Linked DNA regions of Mus musculus: region 2 is linked to region 1. The links are chromatin contacts, called in public promoter capture Hi-C maps. All regions are on one chromosome and are shown on one strand. Each heading gives the region's core, a stretch centred on a gene start, on an enhancer-like site or on the middle of the called end of the contact. The rest is flanking DNA. Distances are from core to core; before and after follow the strand shown.

Region 1 (3,034 bases), core at 184-2,683:
GTCAAAAGTCCCTAAGACAGTGATGCTGTCATTTCAATGAACCACCTTGGGTAGGACACTTGACCCCTCTGACCACAGTTCTTCCATCTTTACAGGTCCCAGAATGAAAAGATTGGGTGGAACACCGTTGTTGGAAGAGCTGAGGGTGAGTCCCTTCAGTGTGACGTGTTCTCTACCTGCTCTCTAGTAGCAAAAGTCTCCCTCAGTGGGGGTCCCATTGCAGGGGCCGAAGGGCTCCATTTCACAAGCCTGGTAGAATTAACTCCTGGCTCCCACCCTGCTCCAGTGCCCGTCTCCAGCCTCGCCTCATCTGGAATAAGAGTGACTTCAGGAATCCACCTCAATCCCTCACACTCTACTCCTGGGCTGGCGTCCACGGCCGGCCGTTTGAGAACCACGGCTCATGACAGTCATCTGCCTCACTCGAGAGTAGAGTAGCTGTCAGAACGCTGGACATGTACAAACACATTCAGAGGACTTTCCGTAGCATTCGGGGTTTTTAAAATTAATTTTCTTAAGTTAGCATACAAAGTCACAGGGAAGCCATTTCACCATTTCCTTCCATGGGACATTGTCCTGTTTGTAGGCATCCACCTCCGCCATGGCCCTTCACCACCACCCACAACCTTACCTGTCTCATCTGAACCAGTCCCTGCCTGCTTCTTGTCACCTGTATTCCTTTAACCCTTTGTTTCCTTCTGCCTTCCCTCTCCTTTAGCATTTTGTTAAAAAATCAAAACATTTTTTTTTAAAATACTATAAAGAAAAGTTTAAACTATCATATTTGGAGCCCAGTATAATTATTTTTTTAAAAGAATTATTTATTTTATGTATATGAGTACACTGTCGCTGTCTCCAGATACACCAGAAGAGGGCATCTGATCCCATTACAGATGGTCGTGAGCCACCATGTGGTTGCTGGGAATTGAACTCAGGACCTCTGGAAGAGCAGTCAGTGCTCTTAACCACTGAGCCATTTCTAAAGCCCCCCAGTTTAATTCCTAAGCAATATGTTGGAAAAGCTAAATAAATTTCGTGTTTTATTTTGGGTTTGGGAGGTGGTTTGTTTGGGTGTCGTTGTTTCTGTTGTTTTGTTCTCCATCAGGGGTCTCACTACGAAGTCCTGACTGACCTTGAACTCAAGATCATTCTGCCTGAGTGCTAAGATAATATGCCTGCCCACTGTGACTGGCTAACTACAATTTGCTTAAGGTTGTGAGCACCCCACCCCCACAGGCAAAGCATTCACTTTGCATAGGAAACCTTTGCAGTGACCCTGTGGGTGTCATTTTCCTCTCTTCCTGGAGACTCCGAAGGTCTCTGCTGTATCAACAACAATGGGCGGGAAGGGTTTCTCAACATTTGCATAATTAATTAGCAACCCTGGAGTTTCCCCCGGCTTCTGGTGGGGGAAATGGATCTCTGCTTCTTTAAGGCTCTGCGGGGCTGTCTGCTCTGGCGACGCAGGCAGGGCAGGCTCTGCCGCAGCGGCTCATCCCATCGCTAAGGTCCAGTTAGCCAAGGTGGAGGATGGGAAAAGAATGGAGCTGTCCCAGCTCCTCAATGAGATCAGGGCAAACTATGAACAGCTCCTCACCAGAAATCAGATAGAGACGGTGTTGTCGACGCGGATCCAGGTAATGATTTCATTCAGCCAGGCACCTTCAGGATAAGGAGACAGTCCATGTCTACCCGATTCCTGTCCCGGCCTCTCTGAGGTACAGTATCTCCTTTTCCACGCAGCATCTACTGGGGAGGCGATGTAGGTGTTCCTGCACTGGGTCTGGGGTGGCAGGCAGGGAGAAAACCCTTTGGCTGTGCTGTTGAATAACCATTCAATAAATATTGATTGATGCATTGGGATTTTATAGAGATCGTAAGGTGACCGTCATTACTAAAACATGGAGTCAACAAGCAATAAAATGGTGCTCTCTGACCTCTTTGGGTTTTTTTTTTTTTTTTTTTTTTTTTTTTTTTTTTTTTTTTTCAGGAAGGAAGCATTCCAAACAACTCTTCAAAGATATTATGGAGTTAATTATAGAGGCAATTTAAATAACATCTGTAGACTCCAAGCTTGATAGTCAAGATTGTTTGCCTTGCACACTCTGGGGGGAGACAAAAAGCAAGAAAAATATTTCTAGAAGGTTTCTATCATATTTCCCAAGCACTTGGTTTCATACTGACTGTTATAAATAGAATCAACTGAGCATGTGAATGTGGCTTTGAGAACCAAGAATACAGATCTGACAATCAAAATCCCCCCAGCTGAGTAGTGAGAGACTCTACACTTAAAAGTAGCCATTTTTGCTTTGGGGGTAGAAGAACTGTTTACTTCCGACACAAAGCTTGCAAGATATTTAAAATAAATAAATGAAACAGAGCCAACTCAGACCAAGGCTCAATTCAAATCCTGTCTACTCAGTTTCAAAGTAATACCTGCCTTTAATAATTAAGGCCTCAAATTTAAATAAATTTAAAAGCAAATATTTGGGAAACAAAGTTTCAGAAACTCAGGACGGTTTTATTAGCTTACCTCTTATACCCGGGTTCAAATTGTATTCCCAGCACCTGGACACAGCAAAGAGTTTACTTAAGAACAGGGCCAAAAAACAAAAACAAAACAACAACAAAAAAATGATAGCTAAAAAAAAAAATCACAGGACTTTGTTTCGTTAGTAACTTATTGCAATATCATTATAAATTTTGCCTGTGGGTAATAGTCTTGGTTTTTAAAAAGAATGATCAGTTCAACGGATTAAACAAGGTCACCGGGCTCTTGGCTTAGATGGAGGAGAAGTTTGTTCTCTTCCCACGTGATAGAGAAAAATATTAAGAGAGGACAACTTTTGAAAATCATAAACCAAATAAAAATTTTGCAAAGTAAACTTATAAGTTGAATTTACAAGTCCCAGTGCTTGAAGTGACTTTGAATTTAAAAAAAAAAAAAAAAAAGCAAAACGTTTTGTAACATAAAAGTTCTTGAGAGAAATGTGTTTTCCCAAGTAACTCACAAAGTCGGTTTATTATATTATTG
Region 2 (3,231 bases), core at 374-2,873, 250 kb before region 1:
TGGGCAGTGTTTGCCTACCCCTGGTTATAGGCTCCATTCTCAGTAGCCCCCTACACACACACACACACACACACACACACACACACACACAACCCAATAGTTGTTATAAGGATTAAACAATGTCTAGGAGGCAGAGAAGGTCCATTACCATTATGGAAGAAGTACCATTATGGTCCTGTACAGGACCTCTTTGTGACTGATAGCAGTGCTATGTGGCTTCCCTAACTCAGTTCATCCTCCCCATATCCCATACAGGCCTCATTTTCCCTGATCTGTGCAGTTGGTGGCATTGAAGAGTGACACCAAAGTCTCTTCTGATAACTGACATTTTATTTTTTGTTTCGTATGTATGTGTGCCTCATGTTTGTGAGCATGGGGGTGGGAGAGGATGAGCACACCAGAAAGCAGCAAAGGTCACTGGGTGTCCTCCTCTGTCACCTTCTACCTTATTCCACTGAGACAGAGTCTCTCCTTAAACCAGGAGTTACACTGGTGGGCTCCAAGCCCCAGAGACCCTCCTGTCTCTGCACTCACACCAACAACGGAAAGGTGTAATAGCAACACCACACATAGACTCTGGGGATACACATAGACTGTGTGCATGGCTGGCCCAGCAAGGACCCTGACCCTCTGAACTATCTCCATAGACCCTGACAGCTTATTTCTACGTCATCTTTAAATGGAGTCACCAGTAACCAGCACAGAGCCCTTGCCCCAAACTACATCATTATTCACTCTCAACCTCTGCCTTGGCAGAAAGTTAAGATGCATCACACATGTCAGACCACCACGACGGGCTTCCTGTTTTCATAGCCCCTGCTGTAGATCGCATACAGGTCAATGGTCCGGGGACTCAACCAAAAAAAACAGAGACTGCCCAGGGCTACTGGTCAAATAGCAAAGCCATCTTTTCCTCCCTGGAGCCCAGGGACATCCCAGGCACAGGCTGGCTTGTTTGGTTTTGAGGTGTGCTGGGATCAAAGGCATCCTGGAAGCGGAAGGCCAGTCATTCATTAATTAATTACGACTGTAATTGAGGGTTTGTTCTGAAGAGTGATTCCTTTGAAATTACTTTCCATCAAACGGCAGCAGACACAAAGGAATCAGATATTCAGAGCCCTCTCTGTTTCCTTCCGCACGGGAGCAGATTTCCTCCAGGACTTGAGATTCTGGTTTGTTCTGGTTCTAACCTTGTAAGTCTTTCTTATCCTGGTGTAAGAGGGTTTATCTGGAGCACTGTGTGTGTGAGAGAGATTAATGGTTGGTTTTTTTTAAAAGAAAAGCTATACCACACCAGTCTTACTGTGGACTTTAATCTGACCTTTTTTGGGCGAATGTACATTGGAAATTTTCCACTGCGAGATTAGAAAGACATCTGAGATCTGCTACCCACCTGGTGGCCTGGGCCACGCCTCCGGGTTACCACTGGGAGGGAGGTGGTAACTGGCATATTCACGTGGTTCTAAACAACAACAGCAGAGTGTGTTGGCCCAGGGGCACCTCCGGATTGACCAAGAGGAAACACACATTGCACAATGATAGGATCTTGTCGGTACAGTTGTCAGAGAAGGAAACTCCCACAGCAAAGGGCATAAAACCATCTCAAGCAGTCTGAGGCAGTTCAGTCCTGTGAGCGTCAGAGAGCTGAGATAGCCCTGCTCCATACACAGATGGGACCATGAACTCCAGCCACAGCTTTAACCAGACCTACTCGGCCTCTGTCCACAGCCTCGGAAGCACCCGGGGGCGGCAGGGGAGCTGCCATCGGGCACCGAGTGTCCATGGAGGCGCAGGGGGTGTCCGCATCTCCCTTTCCTTCACCACGCCAGGCTGCCTGCCTCCTGGAGGATCATGGGGGTCTGGAAGAAGCAGTCCCCTGCTAGGTGGCAATGGCAAGGCCACCATGCAGAATCTCAACGATCGCCTGGCCACATATCTGGAGAAGGTGCGGGCTCTAGAGGAGGCTAACTCGAAGCTGGAAACCCGTATACTAAGGTGGCATCAGGAGAGAGAACCCAGCCACAGAAAGGATTATTCCCAGTATGAGGAAAACATCAGCCGCCTGCAGGAGCAGGTAAGACACTGAGAGAGACCCTGTAGCTATGGTACTGCCATACCCAGAGAGGATAGAGGGAGGGGGAACCAGACTGTGTGCATGGCAGTTCCCAGGGCAAACAGCAAAAAGAACTCAGCTCAAGTACTGCTCACCCAAATCTTACTGCTATAGCTTAAGTATGGATGGATTCGGGGAAATCTGTTTATAAAAATAATTTCCTCTCTGCAAATGATGTAGAAACCAGACAGCAAACATTTCAGATTTACTATACACTATCTTTTAAACAGCAAAACTGCCTGGTTTTCTACACACTTTAAAACATGGGGGGGTGGGGCGGGGGGTGAACCAAATATGTGAGCCTTAGGAGTGTCAGACAGCCTGTCACCGTGCAAGTATCACGTAAGATCCAACGACATCACAGAAATGATAAGGCTGCTATGCAGGGTGCACCCTCGGTACACAAGGCCCAGGAGAGAATTTGCTTCCAAATCAGATCAGTTCTGCTCCACCTCAGAGGCCTGACGACAGTGTGACTCTCTATCAACAAAAGGCTGAGTTACGCTACTGTGTAGGTCATGCGGAAAAAGCTGTCTCTCCAGCAGCAGATAGATCGTGGACATCCCTGGATATTTTTCTAGGAACTGCTAAAAGATAAAGTGGGTCACACTTCTGATAAAGGCATATTGCTGGGGGTGGGGGGGTGAGAATAGTAAAATTGGGCATTTAAAAACTGGAGAGATGGGCTTCCCAAAGAATACCATGCTTCCCAGTCAAACACCTAAGATGCTCAGCTTCTACTTTCTGGGATGCCTGGATACAAGCAGAGGGGTGACAGTCATCTCACAGTTGTGTTCTTAAAGCTATAACCCTTCCCTTTGTATGAAGGAGCATGATTTAACCCCCGCACCCCCGGAAAGGCCATTGCAGGCTTCCAATATTAATACCATATTATTTCACAATGCTCAGCCATCTTTGCTTGAATGTAGGAAGGACCAATCAAGATAACATAAATCTGTCCTTGTAATGACCCCTAATTATTGAATAATCGGCCTAATAACCAAGTGCGTAATTGCCTTAACTACAGAGTGCGCGGTCGTCTCTGTGAAGAAAACAAGGTGACTCAACATCCTCACGCTGTTTTTTCGTTTCATGAAGTTGCTTTGGTTTTAGAATGG

What was found. Promoter capture Hi-C pulls out the DNA fragments that hold promoters and counts their contacts.
Region 2: a contact with region 1 is called in a promoter capture Hi-C map of embryonic stem cells. The contact joins the promoter of Krt23 here to the promoter of Krt222 in region 1. A contact is called at or near these places in 3 of 39 promoter capture datasets (the 3T3-L1 cell line, the HPC-7 cell line and embryonic stem cells).

What each region holds. Positions count from the first base shown.
Region 1 is chr11:99,242,546-99,245,579 of GRCm38.p6, reverse strand. Krt222 (keratin 222) reads left to right here and starts at 1,433. Exons shown (of 6, transcript NM_172946.3): 1 at 1,433-1,637. The coding sequence starts at 1,542. Gm32385 (a long non-coding RNA gene) reads right to left here and starts at 1,685. Exons shown (of 4, transcript XR_389025.3): 1 at 1,598-1,685.
Region 2 is chr11:99,491,512-99,494,742 of GRCm38.p6, reverse strand. Krt23 (keratin 23) reads left to right here and starts at 1,623. Exons shown (of 8, transcript NM_033373.2): 1 at 1,623-2,074. The coding sequence starts at 1,679.